Regions from separate parts of the Zea mays genome. Here region 1 is linked to region 2. The links are chromatin contacts, called in public Hi-C maps. All regions are on one chromosome and are shown on one strand. The core of a region is the stretch at or near the end of the contact, and the rest is flanking DNA. Distances in the headings are between cores, read along the strand shown.

Evidence for each region. Hi-C and Micro-C count contacts between places; a contact is called where the count stands out from the background.
Region 1: a Hi-C map of leaf shows a contact between it and region 2, with 5 times the contacts expected there. The contact joins the promoter of LOC103647029 here to the promoter of LOC100280198 in region 2. A contact is called at or near these places in 3 of 25 Hi-C or Micro-C datasets (ear, leaf and tassel).

Annotation. Positions count from the first base shown.
Region 1 is chr2:142,421,798-142,428,437 of Zm-B73-REFERENCE-NAM-5.0, reverse strand. It overlaps LOC103647029 (60S ribosomal protein L3), which reads right to left and starts at 5,271. Exons shown (of 6, transcript XM_008671602.4): 1 at 5,111-5,271; 2 at 4,857-4,961; 3 at 4,389-4,499; 4 at 3,769-4,073; 5 at 2,958-3,367; 6 at 2,362-2,874. The coding sequence starts at 4,941. The coding sequence ends at 2,616. It also overlaps the pseudogene LOC103648946.
Region 2 is chr2:142,084,663-142,091,352 of Zm-B73-REFERENCE-NAM-5.0, reverse strand. LOC100280198 (Alba DNA/RNA-binding protein) reads left to right here and starts at 3,422. Exons shown (of 10, transcript NM_001153130.1): 1 at 3,422-3,504.

The DNA.
Region 1 (6,640 bases), core at 4,022-6,521, 340 kb before region 2:
AACCGAACCCTGGCGAAGTTGTGAAGCCTGGTGAGGAATCTGATTCATTGTGTTCAGGGCTGCTTGTGGTTGATAGTATTTGTGTTTGTGCCAGTGATCAGCCGGCTACACTACCACCTGAACCGGTTGCATTGCATAGACTCTTCCGAGTTTAACAAGTAGGTGTTGGTAGTTCGTCAGGGGCGTTTAGCTATTGCCAATGGGGGATTTGGTTGCATTTTTTTACCTTTTGCTGATTGTTAAGATGAGATATGTGATGATTTTTGCCAAGTGAGCAGCTGATTTTTTTATGCAATCAATTTTAGGTGTGTGTAGACAACCTATTTTTTAGTTGATATAGATGGTGTTGATTTGTTAGTTAAAGCTATTGTCTTTGATGGTCACACTTTTATTGGAAATCTGCAATTCCTTTTATGTTGTAACAAAATTTAATATCTAAAAATGATGTTGGTGTCTTGGTGGTACCGTGTCAGTTGTTAACCGTCCAATTCCATTCTCATAGCTTTGGTTCTGATGTATGATTATGATTATTTTAAATTTGTGCAGATTCTTTCAAGGCAATCAACGATGAAGGCATGCCCATGTATCAGAGGCCCTTCATGAAGGGCAAGCTGTACATCCACTTCTCGGTGGAGTTCCCGGACTCGTTGAGCCTGGAGCAGTGCAAGGCCCTGGAGGCTGTTCTCCCGCCCAAGCCAATATCACAGTACACTGACATGGAGCTGGACGAGTGCGAGGAGACGATGCCCTACGACGTGAACATCGAAGAGGAGATGCAGAGGCGGCGGCAGCACCAGGAGGCCTACGACGAGGATGATGATGTGCCAGGCGGTGGGCAGAGGGTGCAGTGCGCCCAGCAGTAGGCAGCTTGCAAATTTGCTGTTTCGCTTTGGGCCATATTGAGTTTACCACTTGTATTGGTCTGATGATACTTCGGTTACAAGAGTGCAGTATTACTAAGGATTAGTTCCTATATAATGGCACATTGGCACTAACATTGTTATGCATTTTAATGCACCCGTAACAACGCACGGGCATAGACCTAGTCATATATAAAAATCGTAGCAATATACGGACATATGACTAGTATACTCAAAACAATCTGTTCGACGAGCCCGTTTAGATCTTTTTTAACGAAATCCAACGATAATTGTCGTCGCACACTAAAATAGCCTCCATTTTTCCAACTCCAACGAGGAGCTAACCAACATTCTTCGAATGGTACCACTATGTTCTTCACATGAGCTTCGTTGTGATGGTCAAAGATTCTCGATCCAAGCTTCGGTGCTGCTCTGCAGCCAAATTTCTATGATTTTTGGTGCCGCTCTACGACCTGATGACTTTATTTTTTCGTGTTTCTTCTTGTGTAGACTCTTACATTATCTTCATAATGTCTTCAATAAATATTCTATGTATTACTTTAAGATGTTGATTTTCTTGATCACCACGTTGTTGTCTTCATCCAAGTCCATGTTGCACCCTCTAAACTATATTCATAAACACTAGCAAACATAATTAAGAAGTGTTTGATTTGTAGGGCTTAATTTTTAGTCCCTCCATTTTATTCTATTTTAGGCCCCATTTGGTTAGAGGGGCTAATCTTTAGTCCCTGTTTTTTAGTCCCGTTTAGTCTCTATTTTGCCAAACAGAAGGACTAAAATAGGGACTAATTGGCTTTAGTCTCTAGTCCCTCACATGGATGCTAAAAGAGACTAAATGGCAACATTTACTCCAATTACCCTTCTTAGAAAACTGGTGTCAAACAAAAAAGGGGCATTTTGGTCTTTATGTGTTGTATTTAATGTATTTAGAATCTGTTTAGTCTCTACAACCAAACAGGATAGGGACTAAACTTTAGTCCTAGGATTAATAGAACTAAACGGGGTCTTAGTTCCTAAATTCCTAAATACGGAAAATGAAATAGAGTTTTAGTTTTCATATTTAGATACTAAAATTGAATAAAATAGATGGACCAAAAATTAGTCTATATAAATCAAACACCCTCTTAGGGGGTATTTGGTTAGAGAGACTAAAGATTAGTCTCTATTTTTTAGTTCCATTTAGTACTTTTTTACTAAACACTAGAACTAAAATATGGACTAAAATAATTTAGTCTTTAGTCATTCACATATGTGCTAAAAGAGACTAAACCATATTAATTCCACATTTACCCCTCATTTAGTTCAATTGTTCTAATAGCAGAAGAATGTTAAAGGTCATTTTAGTTTTCTTATGAGTCATTTAGTATATTCTTACTATTTTTAGTCCCTAGAACCAAACATGTTATGGACTAAACTTTAGTCCCTAACTAAACTTTAGTCCCTAACTAAACTTTAGTCCCTAGACTAAAGAAACCAAACATGACCTAAGTATAAATAGTTACATTGATCATCAAACAACAAAACAATTGAAATCTATATGTAATGATTGGGGCATTAAACAACCAAAATAGCACAAAACATAGACACTACAGTTCTGAAGCATGGAACGATCCATAGAAGACCGGACCATGCTCCTAAACCATCCGGCTACAAAACTTGGTACAGCAAGGTTACAAACAAAAGTATCACAGTTTGATGATTTTGAGAAATGGGACTTCGCTGCACCGCAGCACCTTACGCCTTGAGCTTGCCAAAGAACCTCTGCTTCTCATCGGTAGTCTGGAAGCGACCGTGCCCAAATTTGGACGATGTGTCGATGAACTTGAGCTTGATCTCCTCCAGCGCCAGCCGGGAAGTCTGCTTCAGGAGGGACTGGCGGAGGGTCACCACCCTCTTCTTTGGTCCCACACAGCAGCCCTTGATCATCAGGTAGTCACCCTTCACGATACCATAATGGGGGAAGCCACCCATGGGAGTGATGTCCTTCTCAGTCCTGCAAATGGCAGCAATTCGTTACCAACAAGAGCAACAAAGGTAAACAGATTGTGCAAGTTAGTACAAGCTCAGAAATAGTACCTGTCAAACTCTGTGGAGGCATCGTGGGTCTCTTGTCCAGCCTTGCCGATCTTGTACACCTTCTTGTTCATCTCAGTGCGGTGGTGGTACCCATTCTGACCAGCACGGGCAACCGTATAGGAGACCCTAGCCGGATGCCATGCACCGATACAAGCAACTTTGCGGAGACCCCTGTGGGTCTTGCGGGGAAGCCGGGTGACACCCCAACGAGTGACCACACCCTCGTAACCTTTCCCCTTGGTCACACCAATGATGTCAATCATCTCATCCTTCTGGAAGACAGCATCAACAGGGACCTCTTTCTCAAAGAATTTGTAGCCATAGTCCACCTTGTCAGCAATGGTACCACCATTGACCTGAATCTCCATCAGGTGAGCCTTCTTCTGCTTCAAACCCTTCATCTTCCTAATCTAAAATATACAAATACATAAAAGGTGAGTTTGCTAATACCTAGTGCCTCAGAAAAAATAATCACTTTTCAATTATATGAAAGATAGGTGTACTTCACTCCCGGCACTGAAGTACAATAGAAGTTGAAATTTAATAACAAGTCAAGGATTTTAACATCACAGAAGAAATCTACATGATCATTGATAGATAATGCAATGGAAGTTTAAACTTAATAACAAGGGTTGTGACATATATATATACACAATAAAGAAAACAAAAATGATCATTTGACTACACAAAGATTGCATAAACAGGAATAATGAAGCCAAATAAAAGACCAATAGTAATTGCATCATCAATCATTAAGAAACTGTGTTCCTACAAACATGAATGAGCAACAAAGCACAATTAAGCTTCTTACCTGGGTATGAGCAATGACACGGATAACAGAAGCATATTTCTTCATCTTCTCAAGCTGCAGCTGAATTTCCTTCTTGCCAGCATCATTTTCATATTTGAGAGCATACTTTGTGAAAGCCTTCTTCTTGCTCTTGCACCAGTTCTTGTAGAACCTTCTCCTCACTTCTTCACTAAGATGTTGGGCCCAAACAGAGTTGAGTGTGCGGAGGCCACGAGGAGTCTTCACATATGCCACGAGCCCAACAATGACAAGAGGAGGGGTTTCAATGATGGTAACAGCCTCACAAGTTTCCTTCTTATGGAGTTCTGTAGAAATCAAGTAGGCAGAGCAGTTACGATAATGGAGTGAAATGGTATCCATATACTCGAGATTCATGGGTGCAAGCAGTTGTGGATATTCAACAGAAAAATCTATTGTTTTGAGTAAGTCTATGGGCCTGTGAAGAGATAGTTGTGTGGCTTATATCATCTAAAGTTAAGTGCCCTCAAATTCATAAAAAAACTAAAACTGCTGGTCAGAAATCAAATCGTTCTCATGTTACAATTCATTTTTCAGATATAAACAAACTGGACTATGTCATCAGCTTAATTGATTAATAAAAAAGAAGGGGGTGGACATACTGGATCCTGGCTTCTCAACCTCACGGACAATGTGAGTCATGCCAGCCTTGTAGCCAAGGAAGGCAGTGAGATGGCAAGGCTTCTTGGGGTCATCCCTAGGGAATGACTTCACTGCAAAAACAGGAAAACTACTATCAGATTTTGGACATTAAGTAAACCTGCCAAATGAATGTGCATACCATACTAAACAGGTTAATATTCACAGCAACATAATTCAATTGTACAGCACGTTTTCAGATTATACATAATGTTGGATTGCACTTATATGCAATAGACAATCCTTCACTGACGGAAGACAACCCTATGAAAATTATTACTTAACAACACCACTAGCGGAGTACAGGTTGTTTAAATAGAAGGAACATAAATAATACTTCAAGTTCTAAAGGTTGAAGGGTAGAACATTTCAGATAACACGTATCGGAACAAGGCAAGCGAGCAAGGAGGGAGTAAGAGATGCGCGCGTACCCTTGCCGCGGTGACGGGAGGAGCGCTTCCTGGGAAGGAAGCCGAGGGAGCCGTGCCTCGGGTGCTCGAACTTACGGTGCGACATCCTGCCCTCCTCTTCCTTACCTGCAGGAGATCACAACAAGCCCATCAGATCAGCCGCGAGCTCAACATGGGCGACTCGCCGCGCGGCGAAGAAAAGGCCGCCGCCGGCGAGCAAGGCGAGTCGAGGTGGGAGGAGGAGATGACGCCGGCGGCGGATTCGTTACATCCACCTGTAGGGGGTGGCGGCGCGGCAGTGAGGAGCCAAAATGCGAGTAAACCCTAGCAGAGGTTAGTTATATATAGGGGTCCCGAGTATAGATGGCAGATGATAGATGGGAATAGGTACCCGCGACTCGATACCCGTATATGGGCTAAATATTCTATATTGGGCAAAAAATTTCACACAATGGGTAAATGGGTATTAGAACGTTCCGTCTTCACCCATACCCATTAACACGTGGGTATAAAATACCCAATATAAACTTAACCAAGCATGAACTTGGATTTTAGTCATCCATCTTTTTTACTATTTAACAATCTTTTAGGCATAATGTCATAGAAGGCTTAACGACAATTTAATGACAATTTAATGGAACATGTAATGTGCTATGTAGTACTATCCTAGTGTTACTATTTTATCCAATTATCTTTGGTGTGTTGAATAGATGGTTAAATGATACTAAAATTTTTGTAATGGTATTTAGATGGATATACTTGACATTTGTATAATATAATATTTTGATAGATGTTTAATTTTTGTGGGTACGGGTGACCCGATAGGTGACCCATACATACATGGGTATGGGTATGGGGGCAAATCCATACCCACCAGTGTATATGGGTGACCCGATGGGGTTATTTTTATGTCGTGGGTATGGGTATGGGGTAGTAATACCCGGTGGGTATTTACCCATTGCCATCTCTAGTCCCGAGTGCAAGGGTTTCAATCACGCTGGACCGGGATGCCCTGTGAAATATGGGCTGCTGCTCTGACCTTCTGAGCTAAGGTACTGTGGGCTCGGCTCAGTACTCTATTTAAAATATGGGTCGTCCCTTTTATTTGAAAATGTCTCTATATTTCATTTTACTACCTCACTGATATAGTTCTACTAATCGGTTGCCCGTGTGTTGCAACGGCTTACAACAATACCCATGTAAACTATCCATCAAAAATTTCAATATTTTTTATTGATTGTCTCTGCTCTCCGTATAATATATTTTTTAAATTTAGCTAACTAATGTTATTATTTACTCTATCCAATATGTCTTGGTATAACACGGCCAATGAAGTGAGCGATTATAAGAGAGTTCACAATGGCTGACTGAACGAACATAGATTATAAAATGACATAATTCCACCATACAGAGATCAAATAAGAGAAAGTTTGTGAGCTCAAGTTTCTAAAATAAGTCACATGAACTCAAACTTATAAAAAAAAGATTGATCAAAATATGGAGTGATTGCTATAGTCAGACATCAATTAAAACTGGATGTGCTTCATATAAATTATGCTACTCCATAGCAATTACTAATATTTAAAACCAATAAATAACCTTTTATTTTACTGTTAGTTTGACAAATCATTGTTGCTCCATCCAATCTAGCAACCTCAAACACCATTGAGTCCATTGTGCCAATGTGGTCTCAGAAACGACTTAATGCTTGCAAGAGCCAAGAACGTCGTGCCGTGCTTGGGCTGTAGCCTCGACCCGTAGCGTTGGTCCGGCCCGACACGACTATATTTTTTATTTTACAAAAG
Region 2 (6,690 bases), core at 2,173-4,672:
AAGGCAGAGATGCAAACTCTCGTTGACACGTCGGTATTTTTATCGAAGTATCTCAAACCATGCAAGGTTCTAACTAATCCTCGTTGGTGCCCCTACGCAAAGGGAAGTCCACGTGAGGGCCAAGCTCTTGGTGGACTAACTCCGTAGAGAGCCACATGTCTTCTCCACACGCAAGTGGTGCTCTACTCCTGACCTTCTCTCGAATGCTCCCCGTTGTCTTTACTATTGAGCTTCCGCACAAATATCGTGGGTCTCGTTTCCTCCGGTACACGGTGGCACCCACACCACAAACTTGGTTGGTGTGGTCTCGCAAGACTCTTGCCCCACTCGGTACAATTACAACAACTCACGCAAGAGCTGAGGGGTTTGTGTGGGTTTTTTTCTAACCTCACTCAATCTACCAGGAACAACCTAGAGCAATCACAATAGCGATCTAACTAACCTAAGCACTTCGCAAAGCACCTGCTAATCACCGAGTGATTCTATTAAGCACTTGGCTGTTTGGAGCAATGGAGATGTGTCTCACTTCAATTGGTATGTTGCTTGGGCTCCCACACCTTCAAAATAGTCGGTTTGGGGGGGGGGTTATATAGAGCCCCAACCCCAAAGTAGATGTTGGAGGAAAGCAGACTTTTCTACATGGCACTGAACCAGTCCGGTGCACCACTGGACCATGGTTTGTGCCTCCACGTCAGCTAGCTGTTGGTCGGTCTGACAAATCTTCTACGATCCTCGAGGTTCGGTGCACCACCAGCCTAATAGATGACCGTTGGAAACTAGTCGTTGCCGACCGTTGGCAGGCGGTCCGGTGCAACACACTCGAGGTTCGATGCACCAGCTGTCGAGTGCCCAAAAATTTACTCTCTAGCAAACTGGTCTAGTGCACCACCAGACTGGTCCATTGCACTTTGAAATAGCCCACTTCATTTTCTTCAAGCCTTTTCACTTGGGATTGGTTTTTGGTTTGTGTTTTAGACTTTGCTTGATACTTGTAGGTCTTCCATAAGTCTTCTATTGTCTTCTTTTGAGGTGTTGCTTCCTTAGTGCCTCAGTCCAAGCCACTTTGCATCCTGTAAACTACAAAACACAAACATTTGCAAAACCATTAGTCCACATAGTTATGTTGATCATCAAACACCAAAATTACCTAGTCAAATGGGTCAGGGTACATTTTCCTTACACCCATGTCCTATCTCCCTGGTGGTGGGGAATTGTTTCTATGGCTACGCATATAATATGGATGCCCATGGTGACATCCAATGATGACAGGACACCTACATTTTGTCACTGGCGTCTTCCTTATGGATATGTTTACTTTTATGTATCAGGGGGGTCTTTGGAAGGTCGTGGCAGGTGAGATGCTTGAGATTATGGCGAAAGCTTGTACAACAATGTTTGCAGACACTACTACCTTCTTAGAGGCATTCTCTTCATACCTCTTCTCATGCAGTCATACTTGTTCTATGTTGGGTTTCTCGAATGTAGACCTTCCCTTCTAGCTCTGGTGTCGTGTTATTGTGCTATTGTCGTCTCGCTTTGGAGGTGCTCCAAGTTGTTGTTGTGGTGGTGCATGGCAATGTGTCAGGTATTATTTTTAGTTGTGCTCTAGGGTTCGCTAGATGTTGTTTGGGTTGAAAAGTTCTTAGTTGCATTAGTCGTTAGTTAGATATCTTCTATAGTTTAGTGAGTGGTTAATAGGGGGTAGTTGAGCTGTTAGTCAGACCATTTCTACGAAGTTAAATTAAGTGGTAGCCTAGAACTATTAATTATTTGGTCATTATTGGTAGTGTTTGGTTCCAGAGACTATTTGGATGGAGCGACTCTATTCCAGATGGATAGAACACCTCTGTTCTGTGTTTAGTAGTCTGAACGTAGCCACTCTGTTTTTGTTTGGTTCCAAGTGAAGCACAGAAGCAGTATGAAGCGACTTCATTCTATGCTTGGTTATAGAGTGAAGCGGAATAGATGATGCTAGAACAAGGAGAGGGGCGTTAGATTACGAGCGCACATGTTCGATCGTCTTTGAGAGCCCATAGATGCATAATGGAGAAATATTTCACTTTTGTAGCGACTCACTTCCATCTAGAATCAAACCAAACATGCTATATGCTATAACGGAGCGACTCAGTTCTACCTAACTCTACAACTAAACTATACCAAAGTTACCTAAAATTAGGGCTGGACAAAATACTTGTGGCTCGTGAGCTCGCTCGACTTGTACTCAATTTGAGTCGACTCGACTCGACTCGTTTTAATTTTGTCACGAGCTGAGCTAACATCTTAGCTCGGTTCGTTAACGAGCCAGCTCGTTAGCTCGAATGAGTTAGCATTTATCAGCAAAACAAAAGCCTATACTATGTTAATTTAAGGTTTAAATGATGTGATATATGAAATTACGAGTATTATTAGTCTTTTCTAGTGTTAAATTAATATGAAATAAACTAGCAATTGATTATATTGTTATATATATATATATATAATTTTTTATTGTGGCTCGCGAGCTAAACGAGCCAGCTCGAGCTCGCAAACGCGTCGAGCCGAGCTGGTTATCCTATTCGTTAACTTAACGAGTCGAGCCGAGCCAACTCGAGCTCAGTCGAGCCGAGCCAAGCCGAGCCGAGGTGACTCGATATCCACCCCTACCTAAAATGAGTAGACCACCCTGCCAACTAGGTGTTTTTCTATTTTTTATTAAAAACTTTTGCAATACTTAGGCCATTCTCAATGGCAGTTTCATACATTAATTAGTATGCCACATAGGATTTGATGACATGACACTATATTTATTAAAAAAAGGTGAAAATAGTTTCGTCATGAAACTCCGGAGCTCGTTTTTAAGGTATTGGAAAGCATGCGAAACCACTATTAAGAACAATTTATTTCATCTCTATCTATTTTATCTATTATTATTGGTTATTTAAATACAATATTTAAGTCACGAACCACTTTATTGAAAAAACATAATTTATTTTTTGTTTTATCTTACTTTTATTGACGTGGTAATATTGCACTAGCACCATGAATGGCTCTAAAAAAACAAAACTAGGGGCCGGTGTAGGTAAGCAGCCTACACACGCCGGTGGCTAGTGGCTACTCGCCAGGTATAGTTAACAGGGCCAGGTCCCCACATGCTAGCGAAGTACAGCCCCCTCCTTATCTCCTAGGCTCCAAGCCCAGGCGCCCTTATCCTAACCGCTCGCCGCACTCGGTCTACGAACGACCCCGAGATCCAGCGCAACGGACGGCTCTCCGAGCAGCCGCACGAGAAACCGGGTCCAGGGGGCAGGGCCTGGAGGATAACCTCGCCACGCCAGCACGCCACGCGGCCAGGCCCAGTGTGCGAGGACGAGGACGACGCGGGCGCACGCAGCAGCAAGCTCTGACCCTGAAAGCTGAAACCGCTCCACGCCCTCCCCCTCCGCGCAGAGCCAGCCAAGCCAACCAGCCAGTCAGAAGAGGAACCGGGGAGCGGCAGCTGCAGCGGCCGAGGGCGGAGCACGCGAGGTGAGATTCTTTTCTCCATCCCCTACCCTCCCTCCCTTCCTCCTCCGCTCCGTCTCGATTCTACGCGGCTTCATGGATTCGGGGGCCGGCCGGCGCGGCGGCGGTCCTCTCGCTGGGTGGAGGCTCTGAGGTCGGGGGAGGCGCGGGGTTGACCGGGCTGTTGGGCGCGGCGTGGGGACACGGGTGGTCGTCGCCTCCAGTCCCATTCGCGGCGTCGTTGTCACAGGCGCGGTTGGGGCTCAGGGCGATGCGGTTTTCTACCCCTTTTCCCGAAGGGATTTGGGGGGGCTTTAGGGGCCGCGGCCGGCAGCGTTTCTGGCTCTGCTGTGATGGGCGCGTCGCGGCAGAGTTCGATTTCGTGTTATTCAAATCGTGTGTTTACAACTGTGATTTATTACCTGCCCATTTTTTTGGGTGGGGTGGCGTGAGGGGTAGGATACAATTGGAAATTTGTCAGGGTCGAGGTTCATTTCACTCTGTTTTACACCGTCAGTCACTGCACCGTTTGATACTGTGATGACCCTTGGCCTGGGCGGCGATTCGCCGAGACGTGAGACTCTCCAGGGATCGCCGACGAGACACAGATAAGTTTGTTCAGGAGTCTGTTTTCCTATTCATTTCATATCTCCCTCTGAACAACTCATTACAGTATTTATAGATGCTCAACCTCACCTGCTAAACCGGCTAATACTCTGGCTAATCCACTTATTACAGCCCAGTATGGCGACAATACGGCCTTATAATAGCCCAAGCAACTATTACAGGCTCAATCACTTAGAACATCACAGATTACAGACTAATACCTCATACCTGCTACGAGGATCCTCCATACTCGCTCTAGGCATCATCTTGGGCCATCACATAATCACATCTCCCCCGGGGCCAAAAGACGCTTGTCCCCAAGTGTTTGCTGCTGGAAACCTTGCGGTCTTGCCTTCACCACTGCATAGTCCTCCCAAATAGCAGCTTCAGATGGCAGTCCCGTCCATTCCACCAGCACCTGGACAATAGCATGATTGCCTTTACGCACCATCCGCCGATTCAGTATCTGTTCAGGTTCAATGCCCTCTTGAGACATGTCAACTAGCTTAGGTAGTTCAGTGAAAACCGGAGAATAGCATGGATGAAGCGGCTTCAACTGAGACACGTGAAACACCGGATGACTTGAGCATCAGCAGGTAACTCCAATTTATTTGCAACTGCCCCAATTTTAGCTGCAACCTTGAAAGGCCCAAAGAATTTGAATGCCAACTTGGGACAAGGCCGATTCACCACTGTCTTCTGTGCATATGGTTGCAGTTTTAGCAAAACAAAACCACCCACTTGAAACTCCCTAGGAGTTCTGCCTTTGTTAGCGTATTGCTTCATACACAACTATGCCCGAGCCAACTGTTCCTTCAGCATTACAGAAAAAGTATTTCTTTCTGTGACCCAATCAGTGACATCCTGATCCTCAATGGCAATGAGCCTTGGAAGTGCCAGCATAGGGGCATCATATCCATATAACACTCTGAATGGTGTACACCCCAATACACCATGATAAGTAGTGTTATACCAGTACTCTGCCAGAGCCAACCAACTCTTCCACTTGCTGGGCTGAGAGTTCACAGCACACCCGAGATACATTTCCAGACATTGGTTCACACGTTCACTTTGTCCATCAGTCTGGGGATGATAAGCTGTAGACAACAACAACTTGACCTCCATGGGCTGAAACAGATTCTTCCAAAAACTGCTAGTAAACACCTTGTCCCTGTCAGATACTAGAGACTTGGGCACCCCATGCAACTTAACCACATTATCCAGAAATACTTGAGCAACACCCCTATCAGTAAAAGAATGTTTCAATGTTAAGAAATGACTATATTTCGAAAATCTGTCAACCACCACCAAATTGTATCAAAACCTTCTGATTTAGGCAAGCCTTCTATGAAATCCATAGTCACATCTTCCCACACACCTTGAGGCACAGGCAGGGGTTGCAATAACCCTGCTGGATGAGTTCTCTCACACTTAGCCTTTTGACAAGTAACACACTGATGTACAAACTGAATCACATCAGCTTTTAACCCTTTCCAATAGAACACTTTATTCACACGCTGATATGTGGCTTGTATTCCAGAGTGTCCACCTATTGCACTATCATGCAAAGCTGCAATCAGCTTAGTTCTTAAAGCTGAGTTAGCACCAATCCAAATACGACCCACCTTTCGAATAATACCCTGATGCAATGAAAACCCATGTTCATCAGGACTTCGAACCAGCAACTGAGCTATCATCTGTTGGGCCTCTTTAACATAAGAATTTAACACCTCCTGCACCCAAACTGGCTGCACTTCTGAGATAGCAGCTAACTCCAACATTGAATCCCTCCTTGACAGAGCATCAGCAACTACATTCTCTGACCCCTTCTTATACACAATTTAAAATTGTAACCCCATTAACTTGGCCATGGCTTTCTTTTGAAGATCTGATTGTAGCTGCTGGTCTCCCAAAAATGTAAAAGACTTGTGATCTGTCTTAATCACGAAAGCACCTCTCTGCAAATACTGCCTCCTTATCTACTGCCATAATCAAGGCCAGGAACTCCTCATAATAGAAAGGTGTTTGTTCTTCTCTCCCAGAGCCTTGCTGATGAAAGCTAGTGGCCTGCCTTGCTGCATCAACATGGCCCCCAACCCCACATCTGATGCATTTGTTTCAACTGTGAAAGGCAAATCAAACCTGGGAAGAGCAAGAACTGGAGTAGAAGCCATAGCCTGCTTCAGTTTTTGGAAGGCAACCTGGGCCTCTTCAGACCACTGAAACACTTGCTGTTTCTGCAACAGAGTCTAGTAAGGGGTCTGGCCAAGGTTCCATAACCACTCACAAATTTCCTATAATAGCCTGTTAGATCAAGGAACCCCCTCAGCTCTGTCACATTCTTAGGTCGTGGCCAGGTAAACTTGGCTTCAGTTTTATTAGGATCTGTTGCCACTCCATCTCTAGAAATCACATGGCCCAAATACTTCAGTTCGTGCTTCACTAAAGAGCATTTCTTCAACTTTAGAAAGAATTGATGCTATCTAAGCTTGGTTAACACCATCCTGATGTGCTGGTAATGAACCTCCAGACTGGGACTATAGATGAGAATGTCCTCCAGGAAAACCATGACAAATCTCCTGAGAAAGCTCTCCAAAACTGAGT